Regions from separate parts of the Manis pentadactyla genome. Here region 1 is linked to region 2. A link is a contact called in public Hi-C data. All regions are on one chromosome and are shown on one strand. Each heading gives the region's core, a stretch centred on a gene start, on an enhancer-like site or on the middle of the called end of the contact. The rest is flanking DNA. Distances are from core to core; before and after follow the strand shown. Region 1 holds the start of NXN (nucleoredoxin). Region 2 holds the start of TLCD3A (TLC domain containing 3A).

What was found. Hi-C and Micro-C count contacts between places; a contact is called where the count stands out from the background.
Region 1: a contact with region 2 is called in a Hi-C map of skin fibroblasts, with 8 times the contacts expected there. The contact joins the promoter of NXN here to the promoter of TLCD3A in region 2. A contact is called at or near these places in 2 of 3 Hi-C or Micro-C datasets (fibroblasts and skin fibroblasts).

Annotation. Positions count from the first base shown.
Region 1 is chr4:141,963,908-141,969,120 of mManPen7.hap1, reverse strand. It overlaps NXN (nucleoredoxin), which reads left to right and starts at 1,673. Exons shown (of 8, transcript XM_036906240.2): 1 at 1,673-2,127. The coding sequence starts at 1,774.
Region 2 is chr4:141,746,297-141,751,598 of mManPen7.hap1, reverse strand. TLCD3A (TLC domain containing 3A) reads right to left here and starts at 2,954. Exons shown (of 6, transcript XM_036906233.2): 1 at 2,489-2,954. VPS53 (VPS53 subunit of GARP complex) reads left to right here and starts at 2,838. Exons shown (of 22, transcript XM_036906231.2): 1 at 2,838-3,060; 2 at 4,873-4,953. The coding sequence starts at 2,974.

The sequences.
Region 1 (5,213 bases), core at 424-2,923, 220 kb before region 2:
TTTTAGCTTATTTTCAGGATTTTAGAAGATTCTAGTAACAACTTACTGTCTGTTATGATAATAGCCTTACCGTATTTTCACTCAAAAAATGATGCTTTCCCTGTGTTTTGTGATGATACTATCCCTACAGTAGCACCAAATTTGGCATAATATTCTAAGAATTAACTTGGAATTTGCCTTTGTGGTAGGGTTTTTGTGTAAAGGCAGTGTAAAGGCAGAACTCAATCCAAAGATTCTGCTTGTGAAATGAGCAGCACTGTTAGGTAGATACTTAGAAAAGTGGACATAATTTTTAGAGACTGCCCATCCACTCTTGGCTTCTACCTCCACCTCTCATGATTTATGTGGTAACATTTCACTGAGCTGAAAACTTTAGGCATGAAAATTTATGTTTGTGTCAGAAGCTCGCAGTTATATTCTGGGGCTTAAATGAACTTTCATAAAGCATGTTATGGATGTGTGTGTGTGTGTGTGTGTGTAAAGCCGCTAAGTAATAACAAATATTGTGTGTGACTGCCAGTATCTTTTTTCACGTTATTGGGGTCTGGTTGATCTCATCTTCATTTTCATTCTTTCCACTAGATGGCGGTAGATGCCCAGGAAATAGCTTCCAAAGAGCTGATGGACCCGGGCGAAAGGGGCGCTTTCTCCTTTCAGTGGCTTGTTGGTGGCTGGGCGGGCACACACTGAAGGTCCTCCACAAAGGGTGAGTGTGGTATAGATTTTTTGTATGTGTGTGTTTGTGTGAGAGGAGGCGGGAAGACTTATCACAGACCACCTGTTTAATCCAGGTTCTAAGCATAGGGTAGCATCTTGCCAGCTGACAAAACAAAACAAACCTAGAATTTTTCTCAACTATCAACAATCGATATAAGCTATGGAACCAATTCAGGAGAGCAGCCATCATTGATTTAAAGATGTTGTGGCATCTGTTGCACACATTTGTGGAGATGGAAGAGAGCCACTCGCTGGTGGGAAATGGCCTAGGGGACATGGGGACTGAACTCCCACAGTGCGACGTGCCATCAACCCACAAGTATTTATGGATTCCCTCATGTGTGTCTTGCACCAGAGCAGAAGCCACACAAGAAATCTGGGGTGGCATCCTCGAGTCCTCTCACAGTAGACAAAAACACACCCAAAACATATACACAGAGAAGTGCGTGCCGAGCAGGACGCAGCCTGATGAAGTGATAATGTGTGAGGATGGTAGGGCTGTCAACACGGCGAGAGGTCAGTGCGGCACGAAATGGCCAAGGGCTGGGCTTTGTGTAGGGGGAGCGAGGGAAGGAGGCAGAGGGACAGGAAGGGGAAGAGAACTCAGGTCGGAGAACAGGGGTAGTCCCTGGAGAAGTCCGCAGAGAATTTGTAATTCCGAGGGGAGAGGAAATGGAGGGAGGGGCGAGGGCAAGTCCAACCCAGTGCGGACTGCGGCCTCGGAAAGCCGGGCTCGGCGGGCCCTCGTTTCCTGTAGACCCCGAGCACTCCCGTCCGAGAGGGCGCTTCCGGCCAGCCTCCTCGCAGGGCTGTTCGCCGAGCACTTCGGCCGCTCGGTGGAAGCCCTCGGCTGCCGCGGACAGGGCGCCGACCGTCCGCGCGGCCCAGGACGGCCACGGAGGGGGCGTGGCGAGGGCGGCCCGGAGGGGGCGTGGCGAGGGCGGCCGGGTGGGCGGGGCTCTCTCCCGCGCCCGCCGCCGCCGCCCGCCGCGCGGACAGAGGGAGCGGGGTCGCCGCTGCCTGCCCGCCCGCGTGCCCGGGCTGCGGTGGGCCAGGATGTCGGGCTTCCTGGAGGAGCTGCTCGGCGAGAAGCTGGTGACGGGCAGCGGCGAGGAGGTGGACGTGCACTCGCTGGGCTCCCGCGGCATCTCGCTGCTCGGGCTCTACTTCGGTTGCAGCCTGAGCGCCCCCTGCGCGCAGCTCAGCGGCAGCCTGGCCGCCTTCTACGGCCGCCTGCGGGGGGAAGCGGCGGCCGGGCCGGGGCCGGGGGCCGGGGCGGCCGCGGAGCCCGAGTCGCGGCGCCGCCTGGAGATCGTCTTCGTGTCCTCGGACCAGGACCAGCGGCAGTGGCAGGACTTCGTGCGGGACATGCCGTGGCTGGCGCTGCCCTACAAGGAAAAGCACAGGAAGGTGAGCGGCGCGGGCCTCGTCGGCGCCCCCGGCCTGGGTGCGCAGCCCGCGCGGCCCCGGGAGCGGGGTCCGCACCTTCTGCCCCCCCCCGTATCCCCGCTCCTCTGGCCTCAGTGTTCCCTTCCTCTGCCTGTGCCGCCTCCCATCCCAAGACCCCGCCGGGCTGGGGGTGGCAACTCCTCTGTGCCGGTGCCAGGCCGCGCCCGCCGGGGGAAGTTTGACATCTCTCGGCTCCTGACCCCGGCTTGCGACCTGAGGAGTCGCGAGCCCGGGCCCCACATGCTGGGAGTCTCGCCTAGGGGGTGGCCGCGTCTGGGCACCCGGACTCCGTCACCCCCCCCTGCCTGAGGCGCGGGGAGGAGCTGCTTCCTTCCCGCAGCCGCCGCTACTCTCCCCGCGGATACCTGTAGTGGGTGGGGGAGGGCCTAGCCCCCTTCCCATAATGCCCACACCAGGAAGTTTCCTTTCTTTCCCAGGGAATCTGCTCTCCTGGGGCCCCCGCCCCCTGTAACCCGGGACCCGGAGGCCGAGGCCGAAGTCAGGCAGCCCGGCGCCCCGGGGAGGCAGCCGCTGACCGTGGCTTTGCGGGAGGAGGCAGCTCACTCCTCTCCCCTTCTCCCTCCCTCCGTAGCCCCGGCTGAACTGGTGGCCACCGGGGAGCTTTTCATTGTCTGGCTGTCCTGCCATTCTCCCCAGATGCCTCCCAGGCACCGGAACAGACCCGTCCGTGCGGCTCTTAGTTGCTTGGTTGGTGGGCCACTGTGGTCATGGCATTAGATTAAATGCTGCACCGACCCCACAGGTGCAGAGTAGCCGGAAGAAGCAGGCCTGGGGGAAACATGTACTTGGCTGTCACCTTCTCATTGGTCCCAGTTTGCTGCCGAAATTAGTTTGGGTTTTTGACTATCTGTTGGATGAGATGTCTGTTTTCATAAAACGAATTCAGGAAATGTTATGAATCGAAACAAAAAGTTTTGGAGCGCTGTTAATTACTATGCCTATACTCATCCCGGTCCTCCCTTTCTGAGGGGAGTCTGAATTTATGGAGTGGAGGGAAGAAGGGTTCTTCTGGGGGAATTTAGGTTTCTCTAGGGAGGATGGTAAGGGCATGCCATGTGTTTCTTTTATGTGTATGGAATCTTGTTGAGAAGCATGATTTAAATTTAGAGCAAAAGGCTTATATTGTGACCCCAAATGTCTTGAGTAAATCATCCATTCTGAAGCACTGTAAGGTACAGACCTGGGATTTAAAGTATGAAATACAGTTTAACAAATACAGTTTGTAAATTTAACATTGGAAAAACATGGTCTCACTAACCACACACAGGCAAAACTCTGGCATTTTAACCACTGTTGAGGTGATTTTGCCCATATTTGATTTATATGCTTGAGAGTGAATGAATATGAATGGCCAGTCCTTTTTGCTTTAAAATATGTGATCCTTTGTTTTCCTCCGTGGTTGTTTTTATGATCCTTTGGGGGAGGAAATGTTCAGAAAGTGATTTACCAAAAAATGTTTTCATTGTTATGGCAAGTTTCTATTGTAGACCGGCTGTGTAAAATAATGTCCTTATTGGGCAGGACAGATGATTTCTAGCTTTTGCAAATATACAATGATGGTAAAAATGTTATAGACCACAGGCCTATTGTGTTTTTCACAGTGGGGGAAGTAAATTTGCTGGACAGTAAACATATGGAGCAAATTGAGATGTGTTGCAAATGCTTAACGCTTTTTCTCAAAAATAGTATTTGATTTGACATAGGCCATGCCTGCTTCCCCAAGCCTTAGCCAGCCTCTTTGCACAAAAAAAGTGGTCTGTGGTTCTAAACTGGACCTACTAATTCTGCCAAGATGAGAGTCTAGCATGTCTCTCAAGGTGAGAGAATGGCAGAAGGCAGTCCCTCATTTGAAAATGCAGTTCACAGTGCTGCACATGCCCAAACCATGGTGTATTAGCATTTTAAGTTTAATTTTTTGCTCACATACTATAGTTCACTTTGTTGTGTAAAACAAGTCTAGTTTTTCGAGGAAGTTGTTTTTGCTCCTGGACCTTCAGGAAAAGACAACTCAATATCTGATCCTAAAAACATTCTTACCTGTAGTGATACTCCAGGTCTAAAGACTCAAGTTGTGTTTCTTATGGAAAACATACTCTTGGAAATTACAAGCTTTGTACTCATTTTCAAAGGAATTATTTTCTCCATTGAAACCAGAGAGCTGCGGAACAAACTCCTCTTCTGTAATTTTCAGTTTTTGTCTCTAAGAAATTGAGATGCCTAGAAATCTATGATCTGGTGATGCCAATTCCATAATAAGAACAGTGAAAAGCCAGGACAGCCCCAGTTCAGGGTGCTGGATTGGTGAAACTCACCTTTTTTTTAGTGGACCCTGTCTGTGTAGTTTCACCAACAATAAAAAGAACTTTAAAGAAAAGAATTTTGTTTTACACTGACAGGAAACCAAAGTTCCAGATTACTAACTTTTTAAAGTTCTCATTAACATTTGTTCTTTAAAACCATTCATATACTTCTTCCCACTGGGATAACAAAGGATATGGTTCTAATTAGTTATTGGCTGGCGTTTCTCTAAAGAAAATTGAAAAATTATGGTGGGAAAGAAAATTCCGTGTACTATTTTTTTTTTCCGTCTTCTATTAATTTCCCCTTTATATAGTAAGAAGGTCTGGGGATGACCATCTGTGTTAAACCTGCATTTTGTCTGGTTCCTCTTGCCTTGATTGGAGCTGTGAAAAAACAGCAAATAAAAGGATTCCAGCATCTTAAAACAAATTCATGGGAGGTTGTCCTGTTTCTACTTGTTTTGGTGATAGGTGCAAAAGTAATTGAAGCTTCATTTTTTTTTGGCTTCCAAGCACACACATGTAAATAGCTGCATGGAAATTATAATTAGATGATAATAGAACTTTGAGTACCTTTATAAGAGCAGTTTTGTCCGGAGCCATAATCCTGAAGTTAAGGCAATTAGACTTGTTTTTAATAAGTAGGTTTGTTTTCTGTTTTGTTGGTAGACATTGTTCAGATTTCAAGAGAGACAGAATGTGATAAATAGTTGGAAAGTGGCGAAG
Region 2 (5,302 bases), core at 1,705-4,204:
TCATAAATAAATCAGTCTAGCCTGTTATTAATGCAGTTTTTTTAAAGCTCATGGACTCTGCTCTTTTAGCTTTCTACACTTTTTGTACTATATAACTTTCTTAAATCCAAACTTATAATCATTATGGTATCTGCACAGGAGAAAGGAAGTAACTGAATTTGGAAGTTTGGGGCTGCAGGGGCAGTGCAATCGAGAGTTGACAGTGGGTCCACAAAAGAACAGTCAGTGGAAACTAGACAGCATGAATTTGTACTGGAGATAATCATCCTGGTTTCATGACTCTCAGAAGCAAAGCAAACAAATGTGGGGACTAGGGCTGATAACAGGCTTGGTAAATCCAGTCATGTCACTCCCCTGCTTACAATCCTTCAAAGGCTTCCCATTTCTTAACATGACCTTCAAGAGCTTCTACCATCTGTCCACTTCTCCAGCCTGTTATACCATTCTCCCTGGCTTTCAAAGTTCTATCACCCTGGCCAAATTCTTCCATCCCTGTGGCTTTGCATATACCATTCCTTTTGTCTGTCATCCCTTATTCCCACTCCTCACCCTTTGCTTCAGCTGAATAATCACTTCCTCAGAGCCTTTCCTGACCCCCAAATCCAATCAGCACACTATCAATATAGTCTCTTAACACAGGCCTTACTTGTCTTTCATTAGACCTATCAGAAATGTTTATTTGTATTAAAATCCTTCTCATACATAGAAAGAGCTCTGTGGAGGCAGGCACTTGGCCTCTTTTGTTGATTGCTAAATATTCAGCTTCTGGCCTAGTGCCTTATCACCAGCAGGGACAGCAGGAATAGTTATGAGAACTTGGGTAAGTTTTTTGTTTTGTTTTTAATTACATCCCCATTTTCTCATCTGTTAAATGGGGATAATGATGATAACTACCAAGCTCAGAACTGCCATGTAGATTAAAAGAGATAATGCATGCCTGGAAAATATTAGTTATTATTGCCATTATGCAAAATAAACTCTCTGAGCAACCAGAACTCTCATATGTCACTAGTAGGAGTGCAAAAATGATGCACCCACTTTGGAAAACAATATACCAGTTTCTTAGATAAAAGTTCTATAAAGACCTACCATACAACCTGGCAATCCCAATTCTAGGTATTTACCCAAGTGCAATGGACTTAATGTTCACACAAAAAAATCTGTACATGAATATTTATAGCAGTTTTATTCATCATTGCCAAAAACTGGAAACAACCCAAATATCCTATCAGGGAATGGATAAACAAATTGTGGTATATCTGTATGGTGGATTACCACTCAGCAAGAAGAAATGAACTACCAATGCATGCCACCTACTGCCAATGATGAAACACAAATGACTCATATTAGGTGAAAGAAGCCAGATTCAAAAGGTGACATATTGTATGATTCCATTTATATGACATTCTGGAAAAGTCAAACTATTGAGAAAGAAATGAGGTCACTGGTTGCCAGGGGAGGGGGTGGGACATAAGGGAATTTCAGGGGATGATGGGACTGTTTTAGGACTTGATAATTATGACAGTTATGTGACCCTATGCACTTATCAAAACTCATGGCATAAACTAAAAGGGTGAATTTTACCATATATAAATTATTTAATGTTAAAAAGTGAAAAGGTGGATGTAATTACCTTTTCCTTTAAAAAAAAAGCATCTTTTCTGATTACAGAACTACAGGTTAATTGTAGATATTTAAGGAAAATGTACAAAGAATATATTCCATTATCTTAAAAGTAGTATTTCCTTGCTATCATTTTTATAGGTGCAAAATACATGCACACATAAACTGGACCATGGTGTACTTTTTTGCTTTCTGTAATATATCAAGCACATTTTTCCATGTCATTAAATAATTTTCAAAATCATGACTTTATGGTTAATATTCCATTGTATGGCCGATTTATATTTTTAAGCCTTTCTTTATTGTTAGAAATTATATTGCTTCTCTCTTTTCTTTACTATAAACAATTCTGGTAAAATTAAAAAAAAAAAAAAAAAGCTCAGTGGAGCCAGGGACTCTTCCAGCTTAGAGTTTCAGAGTGTTTAACTGGTAAAACAACTCTTCCTTTGCCCGCAATTCTCTCATTGTCTTAAGTGTCTGATGGAAAAGTGGTTCCACAGGGTTATCTGGCCTCTTCCCTTTGTGGTACAAAGTCCCAGATACCCTAGCTTAAAATTGCATAGCGCTTTGTATATTTAACCCTCACCACTGGGTATGGCAAGCAGGGCAGACGGAGTAATTTGTTCAAGATCACACAGCTTATGAGTCGTGGAATGGGACTTAAGACTCCAGATACTCAAGGGTGTCATAAACATTTCCCCAGCGGCGGGGCTCTGCCTAATCAGGCTCTTTTACCCCCCGCCTCGAGTAGAAAGCTGCAGATACCCGCAGACAACTGCCGACAGATTGGCACACGGAGAACGAACTCCTGTCAAGTGGACTCTGTCTCATCCTACAAATCATCCTTGGCAAGATCGCCACTTACCAGCTGGGGTCATTTCTCCCCCGATGGCAGGTGGTCACCTACTGTCACTGACCAAGGGGGCCCTGGTGCCGGAGAGTCGCCAGCTTCGCGGCCAGTGAGGGTTGCTCCCGGTGGGTCGCGACGCTGCTGGGGCTTCCCCCACCCCGCCGCAGGGGGATCCTGCCGGGACGGCCAGGTCCTCCCCAACACCAGGCCCCTCAGTGAGGGGACGCCGCCTTCGGTGAGGTGAGGGCAGGGAGGGGCCGCTGGACTACAGGGCGGTATGGGGAGTCTCCCGGGACTGCCCCTACCGTCTCCTCCGGGCGATCAGAGGTCAGTCCTCCGCTATCCCAGACTGCCCCGGATCCCGGAAGCGCCGGGCTTCCCGGAAGTGCCGGGCTGGCTGTCAGAGCCGGCGATCGCCTGAGCGCCGCCGCGGGAGGGTTGCGGTTCTGGGGCTTGGGTGGCCGCTGGAGGATCGACTCGCGGTTGGGGTGGGCTGCGGGATGATGGAGGAAGAAGAACTGGAGTTCGCGGAGGAGCTGGAGGCCGTGCTGCAGCTCACGCCCGACGTGCAGCTAGCCATCGAGCAGGTGAGCGTTCCGCCCCTCTGAGGGGAGGAGAGTGCGGAGGACGGGGCCGCGTTAGGGGTGGGAACTGAGTGAGACGGGGAGGGAGCGGTCTACGGGCGGAGAGGTGGGAGCTGGGCGCTGACCGGAAAGGAAGGGTTGTGGGGGAGGTGATGGCGGAAGGGGGTTTTCGAGTGTAGGGGAGGGAGAGAGCTCTTTCTAGGCCTTGATTGTCTTTGGAGAGTGGGGCGTCCTGGTGGATTTGGGCAAAGGAGCTGTGCGTCCTCAGAGGATGAACGTAGAAGATGGGTAGTAACCTCAGATTCGGGGCGTTGTGGGTCTGTTCATTCATTTACCAGGCTGATCTGCTGCCGCGCCCGATTCTCAGCCTAGCCCTCTTGTGAAGGACTCGGAATTGAGGGGAGGGGTAACCTTAACTTCTGAAGCAGATCGCAGAGTAGAAGGGAATCGTTTGAAAACAGATCTCTTTACCACACTTAAAAGGCTGAGAATTCCTGCTGTTGATAGCCTGAGTCAGATTGAACAATATTCCCAGAGGTCTCCCTTCCCTGCAGGGCTCCTTGGTTGACTAAATTCTCTTTGCAAGTTGAGTTTTTAAGAGTAATGATATTCGAAATAACGATTTAGACCCTTGTACTTTATCAGGGTATTGCTCCTGATAAAGGGGGAAAATTTCCCTTAAAAGAATTGGCATAAGGGTATGATTTAAGAAAAGGAGGGTTATACCACATTTAATAACCACTGGAAAGGTTTTCAAAGTAAGAAATTACTACTATTATTACTAATAGTTAATATTTATTGAGCATTAATACTTACCATGGGTCTGCCACAGCACTAAGAAATTTATCTGTATTGCCCCATTTATAAAGATTTTTGGATGTGTGTTTTTCTAGGAATGGTTGAATTACCCATTCAAAGCATATTTGGTACAAACTGTGAGGCTACCAGAACCCTCGGCAGAGGGTTTGGTTTTTCAGGCCACACTGTTCCCCTCCCACCTCCATCGGCCAGAAGAAGACATACATTTCATTTGCTGTTTGGACCGTCATAGAAGCAGCAAATAATGCAGTCAGCTATTGTTTGACCAAGATTTTAGCAGAGCACATTTTTGCTATTTCTTAATATGATTGAGTTCTAGCATAGGTTTATCTAAAAAGCAGACACCAGGAAAAAAAATTTGCTTCCCAGAAAAACTATCCTGAACTGGTAAAATCCAGTATCCAGTACCCAGGGATCACAAGACTGCTTTATAATCCACCTTGTTACATGTTCTTCAAGTTGCAACTATTGAAGGGAGTTACCTGTATTTCTCAGAAGGCAGCATTCTTTCTTTTGCTAAAGAAATGGACAGTTCCTGAATGCCAGCTCTCCATTTCCTGACATGGTCTGAAGCATAAAAATTCCTTCAGTGCATAATGAATTCTACTGCTGAGACATCATCGAGATGTAGTGCATAAATCTGTTACCAAGACTTGCTTTAATATAACCATGTCATCAGCTGCTTTAATCTGACAGTGCACAGTGCCTGCTTATTTTTTCTTGTCCTTGGGATTTTGTTGATGCCTGTGGAACTTTTTCACTGTTACACGTTTTGCTAGTGGCGCCAATATATTAAAATTACAGAAGTTGGTGAAAATTAAAGATTTGCTTAAACAAATATTTTATTGAGCATCTGTTGTGTGTTAAGCCTTATAAAATGAAAAAATATGTGGTTTTTGCCTTCAAAAATTTTACCACCCAGTAGGGAAGAAAAAAATAATACATAAAACAAGACAGAAAGGTGCCAGTTATTTTTAATCCCTTGTCCTTGTATAGGTATTTCCAAGCCAGGATCCTCTAGATCGAGCAGATTTCAATGCTGTGGAGTATATCAATACCCTGTTCCCAACAGAGCAAGTAAGTATAGAGTTTCCTTGATTTCAGAGGCTTCTGGCTTATCCTGAATGTTAAGACTGCTGTGTTATACTACATAAGCTAGGGTGTGCCTCGATAAACAAGTGAGAGTTAAATTCAAATCAAACTCCATTGTAAAAAAGGTGGTGGGGTAGTTAGCTAATACCAAATACTGTCGTTGCATGAGAGTGGGATTCTTTGTATTGGGACCATATTGTTGGAGATTGTACCCTTAGGTTGTAGGGTCCTCTCAAATTTTCTGTAGTAAATTCAGGAGTGGAAAGAATTTTTAAAAATTTGATGGGGAAGAATGGGAGTGAGGTGGGTAAGATAAGCCTTGAATCATAAAGCT